Regions from separate parts of the Mus musculus genome. Here region 1 is linked to region 2. A link is a contact called in public HiChIP or PLAC-seq data. All regions are on one chromosome and are shown on one strand. Each heading gives the region's core, a stretch centred on a gene start, on an enhancer-like site or on the middle of the called end of the contact. The rest is flanking DNA. Distances are from core to core; before and after follow the strand shown. Region 1 has its middle 5.5 kb from the start of Gm34770. Region 2 has its middle 31 kb from the start of I730028E13Rik.

Region 1 (4,836 bases), core at 577-3,076, 500 kb after region 2:
GTTGGAAAGGACAAGGGTATCAGGGGGAAACTGGTGGCCTTTCTCCTGTAACACAAGGAAGAGATGTACAGTAGCCACTGGGAAGAAACTGTCTTCGGCCTGTCTCTTCTGACGCACAGGCAGGCAGTCTTCTTGATACCTCTTCCCATCAGACTTGGGTCTGGCTCCTTCCTGACACACCTTGGACACTCATCCCAGTTCTTGACCACAGGTCTCTTCCTGCCAGGAGCTGCCTTCACCCCCAGCTCCACCTCTCTCTTCCAAGCACACTCCTGTCTAAATCCACTCATTGCTTGTCAGGTCACCAGAGCCATGAGCCCTGGAGGCCTAGAAACACTCATTTTCCACAAGGCGTCTGCTCTTGTGATGCTCTGATGCCAGGTTTTGTGTAAAGAGGATTTAGAGATCATCTCTCAGGGATGGCACCCTTAAGGCAATAGGAAGCAGCCCAGACCAACTCAGCCGTTTCGTTCTTCATCTCAGAGATAGATTGGCCTTCAGTACAATTACGACTCAGTTGTTTTTTTTTTTTAAAAAGTGTGTGTGTGTGTGTGTGTGTGTGTGTGTGTGTGTGTGTGTGTATGCTCATGATATGAAAGCCCAAGTACATGTGTGTGCATGCACATGTAGGTTGACATCAGACGTGTCTTCCTCTACCGCTCTCCATCTTGTTTTTTGAGACATGATTTCCCCTGAAACTGAGGCTTACCAGTTCTGCAAGGAGGACAGTGATTCCTAAGGATCTTGCTGTCTCTGCGTCCCCAGCTCTGGGATTACAGGTGCTCACCATCATGCCTGGTTTTAATGGCGGGCTAAGCCATCTCCCCAACACCCTACCCCCTCCTTTTTTTTAAACTTTTGAACATCAAGTAAGATACTGGTGACAAGCATGCTCTGTGGACTGGGTAGCCGCATGCACGCATGTGGGAGAATATCAGGACCATCATTTTCATTCTTCCTATTTACTGTTCCTGTAACTATCAGCACCATCAGCATTATCAGCATCATCAGCAGCATCACCATTATCTCCCCACCCCTCACTTCTCATGCACACGTTATCTTCCCAACTGGCCTGTTGAGCATCTCTCTACTAGGGACCAACCAGTGGCTTATTTCCAACCTCTCGTTTTCCCACACATAGCACAGGGCTCTCTACACAATAGGTAACAGAGATGGTTTCCCAATTGATTGATAAACTCAGAGAAAAATAAATCCAAGGAAGAGTATTGTGTCTGATGAGAGGTCTTCCACAGCCCCTGCTTCCTTCCTTTGAGCATCTTGAAACAAACAAGGAGAGCAGCATGGTGATAAAATTCAAGTGGGCTGTCCCATGCCACCTTATGCCAGGACACTTCTCTTTCCAAAGCCTTCAGCCTTTCTAAGAAAGGAGTCCAGGAAGCCCCACTGTTGGCAAACTGAGCAAGCTTCGGCCATGCCAACTCCAGGAGGACTAAGTCGTTGGCTATGCCCGACCTTGAGGCAGGACTCTACCTCTTGACCTTTGGATGTTTTGGCAGGGACTATCACTCCACTGAAAGAAGCCCTTCTCCATAAGGGAGATGGCTATTTGTACATGCAACTTCATAAGTTCCTCTTGGCATACTTGCAAATGTCTCTTTCTTACTCCTTGATGCACCAAGACTTCAAGAAGTAAAGTGTCAGTTTAAGGCTCATAAGGGAGGTAAGGCAGAGCTCTGCTCACCTCTCATTTCCCATCGAGCACTCAGAAGCATGCTGGCTGAGCCTGCTGCCAAGTCTCTCCCTGAGTCCCCTGGCTCCCTATTGCACAGGACGCTAAGGTCAACCACATCCTGCCACGTCCTCGCAGAAGAGATATCAGTCCCCACCACTAGCATTCTCTGTCCCACCACAGCCAGGCCAGCCCAGGAAGACTCAGGGCTTCCTTCTCCCTCTGATAACCACTGAGCGTCAGAGCCTTGCTCCAAGCTCCCGCATCAGAGTCAGCTGAGGAGTTTGCTCACACTGCAAAGCTGTAGGCCAGCTGCAAGGTGGGGAAAATGAAGGAAGGCTCAGACATCTGTGTTCATGGGGCTCATTAGATTGATTCCATGAGAGCTTGAGTCTGGGAGCCTCCAGTCCAGACTGTGTGTGTGTGTGTGTGTGTGTGTGTGTCTGTGTGTGTCTGTGAGTGTGTGTGTGTCTCTGTGTATGTGTCTCTGTGTGTGTATGTCTCTGTGTGTGTCTCTGAGTGTATATGTGTCTGTGAGTGTGTCTGTGTGTACGTGTCTGTGTGTGTCTGTGTGTATGTCTGTGTGTGTATGTGTGTGTATGTCTCTTTGTATGTATGTGTCTCTGTGTGTATATATATCTAAAGATCAGGAGTCAACCTAAAGTATCAAGTGTTGTTGCTCAGAAGACGTCCAACTTGTTTTTATTTGCTGTTAATAATGAACCAGGGCCTCATTGGAACCTGAAGCTCACTGATTCAGCTAGACCAGCTGGCCAGCCAGCCCAAGGAATCCCCCTGCCTCTGCCTCCTCTGCACTAGTTTTGCATGCACATGCCACAACACTCAGCTGGAGACAGAACTCAGATCTTCAGGCTCACTCCTCAGGCACTCTACCAGTCCCCAGCCTAGAAAGGGAGGGACCCTGTCCTAGTTCCTTTGCCTGTAGGATTGCGGTGTCTTTGGCTGGTCTGTGATGCACCTGTCATGGGTGCTGCCAAAGGCTGTTGAGCTCATACTTTGCCCTCAGGAAAGCGGGTTGAGGATGTTCTTGAATCCAGCCTGAGATCTGAGACACCCAGCTCCATATAAGCAAGAGGAACAGCAAGCTGTGGAGGGAAGATAGGCCTTTGAAGGAGCATTCAGGAAGAACCTCCAGAATCAAGGCTGAGTCAAGTGGACATTGAAAGAACCTCCTTCTCAAAGTGGTGGGATGTTAGACCTCAGCTCCAAAGAGTCACTAACCCCTCTCTCAAGAGGAGGAGAATGGCCGCAGGCCAATCAAGCCTAGCTTTAATCTAGCTATGCCCAGGCTTATGCTTTGTCCAGAGCCATTTTTAAAGCTGGAAAATGTTCACAATCTGGCCTTCCCCTGCTGCCCTCCAACCATGACCAGCAAAGATGTCCTTCTGTGGCTATATGAGAAAGCCCCTGCGTGCCCAGGCAAGTTCCCTCAATACCACAGCAGCATGGTGCTGGCTAAGACTGCAGGCACTTTAAAAACAAAAGCAAAAGCAAAATGGTTGAATGAGTGAGCCACCACAGTGAGCTAGCTTAGCTCCAGGTATGCAAATGAGAAACACGAAGCTCTTTAAAAGAGCTAACTGTACAGTTCAAGGTCAGGGAAGCAGAGAGTGGGGGTTGGAATTTGTCTTATTTAAGGTACAGCATCTTCACTCACAAATTTCATGAAAAATTCTACAAGAAACCCACAAGAATGGGAAGCTAGGTGAAGTCTTTTTATTGTTATTCCATTTGTCACTGTTAGCACCCGACCCAGAAGCTTAGCTCAAAACAATGACCTCTCAATTATGTCCAAGATCATCGCCCCAGGCATCCAGGACTAAAGACATTGTGCTTTTTATGGTTATTTTTGTCCAAGTGGCCCTAACAAAACTCATCACATGCAATAAAAGCATTACCTTATTATGTGTTAAGTTTTTTTTTTTTACTACATGTGTGTATCTATACGTGTGTGTGTGTGTGTGTGTGTGTGTAGGTGCCTGTGGAGAGAAGAAGGTATTGGATTCCCTGGAGCTGAAGTTACAGCTAGTTAATGTAAGTCTTTGGTAAGGGGTTAAATCATGAGTTTAGGAGAAGGGATAAAGAATTTCTGAGGAAAGAAATAGATTTTGTCATCTAGTTGGCTAATGTGTACTACAGTGTTAGCTTCTGCCCAGACCTGTGTTCTTAATGAGTGGGAAATAAGGGATTGGTTTTTTTTTTTTTTTTCAGTTGGGGTCAAAGGATGACACTTCAGAGAATGAGAAAGAGGGTGATTGTGAGTCAAATGGGCTTGCAGAGGTCATTTGAAACCAGGGAGGCTCTTGTCTGGGTGATGCTGTGTCATTGTGACCCAGGTGGGACTCCTTCTTAGAGAGCCTGTGACCACGAAGCCTTCCCTACATTGAGCTCTTCAGGGCTCTCTGTGGCTGAGCCAGCCTGACACCCTGCTTGGCTCATGGGAAAGCTTTTGAGGTCCAGGACACATTCATTCTCTTGTATCTGATGAGCTTTGCTAGGGCCACTTGGACAAAACTAATCACAATGTCATTAGCCTAGGGTGCCTGGAGATGATCTTGGACTTAAATTAGAGGACGCCATTATTTTGAACTAAACTTCTGTGTTGGGTCCTGACAGTGCAGACTCATTCACATGGGTAACTTACACTCAAGTTTTACGTCACCAAAACTGAAAGGAGATTGTCTGATCTTCTAAGCAAGCATGAAAGATAGGAACCAATGTTCCCCAACCGCTCGTTTCCATGGGCTTGATAACAGCTTCTCTCCTCAGTAAGAATTTACCCAAAGTAACCTTATGTTTACCAACTCGTTATTTTTCTCTTGTTCTTCCTGCACGGCCCTGCTTGACAAAGGAAGCGACTTTGAAGTCACAGGTATCTAAAGAGATGCCTCCTCGGGTCAATGCACTTGCTGAGCACACAGAAACCTCAGTTCAGATCCTGGGTAAAAAGCCGGGCAACCAATCACAAAAAAATCAAAAATCAAAAAGCTCATCATTGATGGGACAGAAATGCCAGAATCAGGAGAATGTGCTCTGAGAGTGCGCTCCTTCAATTTATTTACAAAGCATTTTTAGCTGGGGAGGAAGACATGGCCCATGAAACTGTAATCCCAGAATTTGGGGGG
Region 2 (4,605 bases), core at 821-3,320:
AGCCCCAGGACAGAAAACCGAAGACCCTCCAGCTGGACCTCCTCCTTGGGGGGTGGAGATGGGGGAGACAGAACTCTTCTCTGACATCTCAGGCCATGGAGGGGAAGTGTCCTTGCCTGCCTGGCTTCTGCTTTCTTAAAGACTATTTGTGTCTCTTTTCCCTCAACAGTCCTCCTTACACACACACACACACACACACAGAGAGAGAGAGAGAGGGGGGGGCGTCTTGTGTCCACTCCAAACATAGATGACAAGGAGTCTCAGAAAATCGGCCTAAAGAAACACTGAACAAACTGTTTCCTGAACAGGCCTATCATCGTGACCCTTGTAAGCCAAGAGCTCACTTTATAACTTGGGAATGTACAAATATTTACAGTTGTGGGGAAGGGAGCCAACATCTTCTAGAGGGTCCCAGGATGGGAAAGGAGCTGAGGTCTGCCTAGCCAGTCTCTCCCTCACTATCCGGGACCTTACAGGATCCCCTGCACCTGGTCACCCTGTCTCTCTGCCCCTAGTTTTGGGTCTCTGCAGCCTCACAGTAGCGTATGTTCTTTCTCACAACTTTGGAAAACCACTGTCTCCATTTATTCTTGGGTTCCTGCCTCCATGGTCATGTTCCCTTGATAGGCTAGCACAGCCTAGCTGGCCAATGTCCATCTCAAACTATGACTTGCAAATCTGTTTCCCGTTCGACAGCTGAGTGGCTTGTCATGCTCCCACCCTGTGCCCATCGTTCCTGGTCTCAGAGACACAGCTTGCTCTCCATGCAGCGTGAGAGGGAGAGACGGTGGGAACAAACTTGTCCCGGATGCCTGAGCACCGTTCTAGCTATCTGAAACCAGCAGGTTCAGGACAACCCCAGGGAGAAGACATTCTTCTCCATTCATTTGGGAACTTGGTCTCCTGACCTAGAACTGAAAATACAGAAATAAAAGCAGGAGGGTCTCCAGGCCTAGTGACTTTATTTTATATTCTGTATCTGTATTGACTTAGTATCAGGGGAACTGGTTTTAAAGCTATTTCCTGTGTAATTAACTTCTCTAAGCCTAAGGTGACTACCCTGTCCCAGTTTGCCTAGACTTAAACCTGTGTGTGTGTGTGTGTGTGTGTGTGTGTGTGTGTGTGTGTGTGTGTGTGTGTGTAGGGTATGACATCCTTGGGTGTCATTTCTCAGATGCCATACACCTTGTTTTTTGAGTCAGGATCTTTTGCTGGCCTGGAATTAATCAAGTAGGCCAGGCAGGCTGCCCAGCAGGCTCAAGGGCTCTATCTGCTTGTCTGTGCAAGGACCGTAGATGGATGTGTGCTTATGGCCCACAGGAGATTGGACTAATGTTCTCATGCTCGCATAGCAAACACTTACTGACTAAGTTGGCTCCTCAGCCCCAAACCATCTTGTTGGGTTTGGGGTTTTTTGTGGGGAGCAGGGAGATGTTTTGGGCTTTGGTTTTGGCTTTTTACAGTGGTAAGACCTGTGTCCCCAGAGACTACTCAGTTCTGGGCAAATGGGTCCAGTTGGACACCCTTTAAAACTAATTCCCTCATGATGAAATGATAATAGTGGAGTTTCTGTGAAGTTTCTCTGAAAAATTGCTCACTCAAAACCTCCAGGATGCTGGCATATATACATACATGCACATATATGTACACATGTTCATATATAGGCACTCAACTGATGATTTCTTAAATTGAAAACTTAGTTTACTGTAGCAAGTTAGGAAGATGCAAGAGTGGAGGGGGGCTAAAAAATGGGCTTCCATAGTTTAAATGGGTAACGATTTTAAATGTTGACGAACATAAGGAGATCCCTCGCAGAGGGTCTCATGGCTCTCTCGTAGGAGTGCCCCATTAAGGTTCAGTTAAGTGCTCCAGGTGAGACTTCCTCTGACAGGAAAAGCGCTAATCCCATGCACTCTCACATCTGAAGAAGCAAAGTGGATGAAACTCCCCTGAGCAGAGCCACAGGAAATGCCTTAGAACCCTGAGTCTTAGTCTTATGGGTTAGCACCTGGCTACCCTGTGGCATTGGCTTTTGGCCAGGAGATAGGACAGGGAGGCACAGATGAGAGGCTCCCACGAGAGCCTGAGTCTGCAGTTCACCCCCTGTGACTGCAGACGCGTAGTCTTCACACGTCCGGTCTGGTCACCACATCTGTAAAATGAGGAAGAGAAAGCAGACAAGGTGTCTAACGGACAGACAGCAAGGAGGTCCAGAGCATGGGTCCACCACCCACGAGGCACCCATAGGGCAGTGGCTTTGGGGGCTGTCATTGTACCCTGTGCCTTGGCCCATGTCCTCATAAGTGATGATGGTGTGAACTAAGGCGCTTCTTGGTGCATGGGAAGTTCTCAGTAAGTACCACTCATTTTGTTGTCCGCCCCCTACTCTGGGCCTAACATGGAGGTCAACCGTGCCATCCTTCCCTCCCTACATCACCAAGGGTTAATGAATAATAAGCATTTATTAGGGTGTTTGGTTAGGTTCCTTTTCCCTCCTGAGCCTGCCCTATCACTCAGCTGGCTCATGTTGAACTTGAGGCAGACTTTAGAACCTCTTGATCTTTATGAGAGCTGTAGGCAAGCCAGGTCTCCCTCACACTGCCCTTGTGCAATTTCGTTTTGGAAACCGTGTTCGAGACATTAGATTTATTGATGCTGAGTTTCATCTGCTTGCTTTTGACCCAACATTCTCCACTGTCGAGATCATCCCAGACTCTAAATCTGTCAGCTCCTCCAGCTTGGAGTCATCTGCAAATTTGATGCACATGTTCCCCACATCTTCATCCAAGGTCTCAGCTTGAAACAACTATTTTTATAGATAAAAATAGACACTGAGATACAGGCCATTCTGCAGATCAGAGGGACCCACACTCAAGGCTGAGCAGCGGGGGAAACTCACCATGTGGAAGCAGGGGCTTACGACCCTAGATCAGATGTAAGACTTTTCCATACGTATGCCACTTACATGTGCCGGTATCTTCTCCCGAGGTTCCAGAATGTTTCCAGTGATGACAAGGAGAGTTCACTTCAAGGCCACCTGTGGTCACTTCCAACTTCTAAACCTGAGTCTACCAGGATGGGTTGAGTCTGTTGGCAACAAAGGCAGCCCCCAAAGCCAAGACCTGCCTTTCCCTATCCCACTGCTTCTCTAGCCAAAGATACCTGCTACTCATCCAAGAACTGCATCTTTATTGGCTCAGGGAGGTACAGGCCGTGGTGACTTAATACACTGCCTGCTTCTAGGGGGGTGGGGGGAGGGTCATGGAGTCTGAGCCACACTAAGACAGAGCTGCTCTCGGCCACCAGGAGCTGCCCATGGTTCTGAGCACAACCAGCCCAGGTCTTGAGGGCATCCTGTGTTACAGCGCAGGGTGGCCGGCAGGGCTTACTAACAAGAATGCAAGTCAGCATTATGGGAAAGGCCTTTGGCAAAGTACTAGGAAAAAGCTAGGAAAAAAAAATCTATGAGAAATTTCCTTAGAAAATGGTTTTAGAATAAATGCACAGGAACAAGTTCTATTTCTCCAGATAGTGGGACAACTCTCTAAGTAGTTTGGAGCTTCTCAAAGCCTCATGCCCACCTTCAGCCTCCATACAGTAGCAGACAGCTGATCAGATGTCCCCTAGCCCAGGACAGCCTTGTGGCTCTTGGAGGCATGACCTACTCTTTTGCTTTTGTTTTTCATGAATAAGTGTGCAGTCTATGTGCATATGTGTTCACAGATATGTGGGCACAAGTATGTGCTGTGCGTGGAGGCTAGAGATTGATCTCTTGAGTCTTCTACACATTGCTCTGACCTTTATTCCCTGAAGAGGGACTGACAGTATGGCTAGTCATGCTAGCCAGTCTGTTCCAGGGATCTCTGTCTATCTTCCAAGCATTGAAATTACAAGAGGGCCGCCATGATCACCTAGCATTTACATGGGTTCTGGGGACCTGAACTCTGATCCTCACACTGACTGCTTAGGCAGCAAGTGCCTTAGCTGCTGAACCATCTTCTTGGCCTATGCATCCCCCTCCCTTTGTAGGGAAAAGGATGATAAAGGCGATGATGGAGAGGGATGGTACCCATGACGGACCGCTGAGTCAGCCGTTGTTCTGGCCCTTCTCAACAGGCATCTCCTCTCCCTTGGGAAGCAGATGTTTTGTTATTCCCATTTTACTGAGGAGTAAACTGGAGCCCACTGTGACTGTAAGCAGACAGATCGGAAGCCCAGTCTCTGCCCATGACATTGCAGCCTGTCTCTGTAGTAACCTCCAGCTGGCTTTCTCATGACTCAAGCAGCCTCTTGGGGACAGAGCAAAGCTGCTCACCAGCCCCTGTGTGTCACCAACCCCTGTGCTATGTTGGGTCAGAATTCCAGGCTCACTGGAGAAGGGGCAGAGCAAATCTGGTGACTTAGCCTTTTAGTGCATATGGCATCAATCTCCTTTGTCCCTGGACAATGGCCCTTTAATTAGAGCAAGCCCCCGGTTATGGGTGGCTGTAAGCTATCATGAAGGTGCTGAGAACTGAACCTAGGTCCTCTACAAAAGCATTAAATGTTCTTAATTGTTGGGACATCTCTTCAGTACCCACAGTATGTATCTTAAATGTTACCCCC

Evidence for each region. HiChIP or PLAC-seq counts read pairs in DNA pulled down with a chosen protein or histone mark.
Region 1: a contact with region 2 is called in an H3K27ac HiChIP or PLAC-seq map of large pre-B cells, with 3 times the contacts expected there. The contact joins two enhancer-like sites. A contact is called at or near these places in 1 of 484 Hi-C or Micro-C datasets (bone marrow-derived macrophages), 2 of 115 datasets of contacts at active chromatin or transcription factors (embryonic stem cells and large pre-B cells) and 1 of 9 other capture datasets (embryonic stem cells).

What each region holds. Positions count from the first base shown.
Region 1 is chr9:61,664,460-61,669,295 of GRCm38.p6, forward strand. No RefSeq gene overlaps it. Among named protein-coding and RNA genes, the nearest start is that of Gm34770, 5.5 kb to the left of the region's middle. Within about 2 kb of position 1,827, at least 93 of the 459 cell types and tissues checked have an H3K27ac peak or open chromatin away from gene starts, as enhancers often do.
Region 2 is chr9:61,167,026-61,171,630 of GRCm38.p6, forward strand. No RefSeq gene overlaps it. Among named protein-coding and RNA genes, the nearest start is that of I730028E13Rik, 31 kb to the left of the region's middle. Within about 2 kb of position 2,071, at least 49 of the 459 cell types and tissues checked have an H3K27ac peak or open chromatin away from gene starts, as enhancers often do.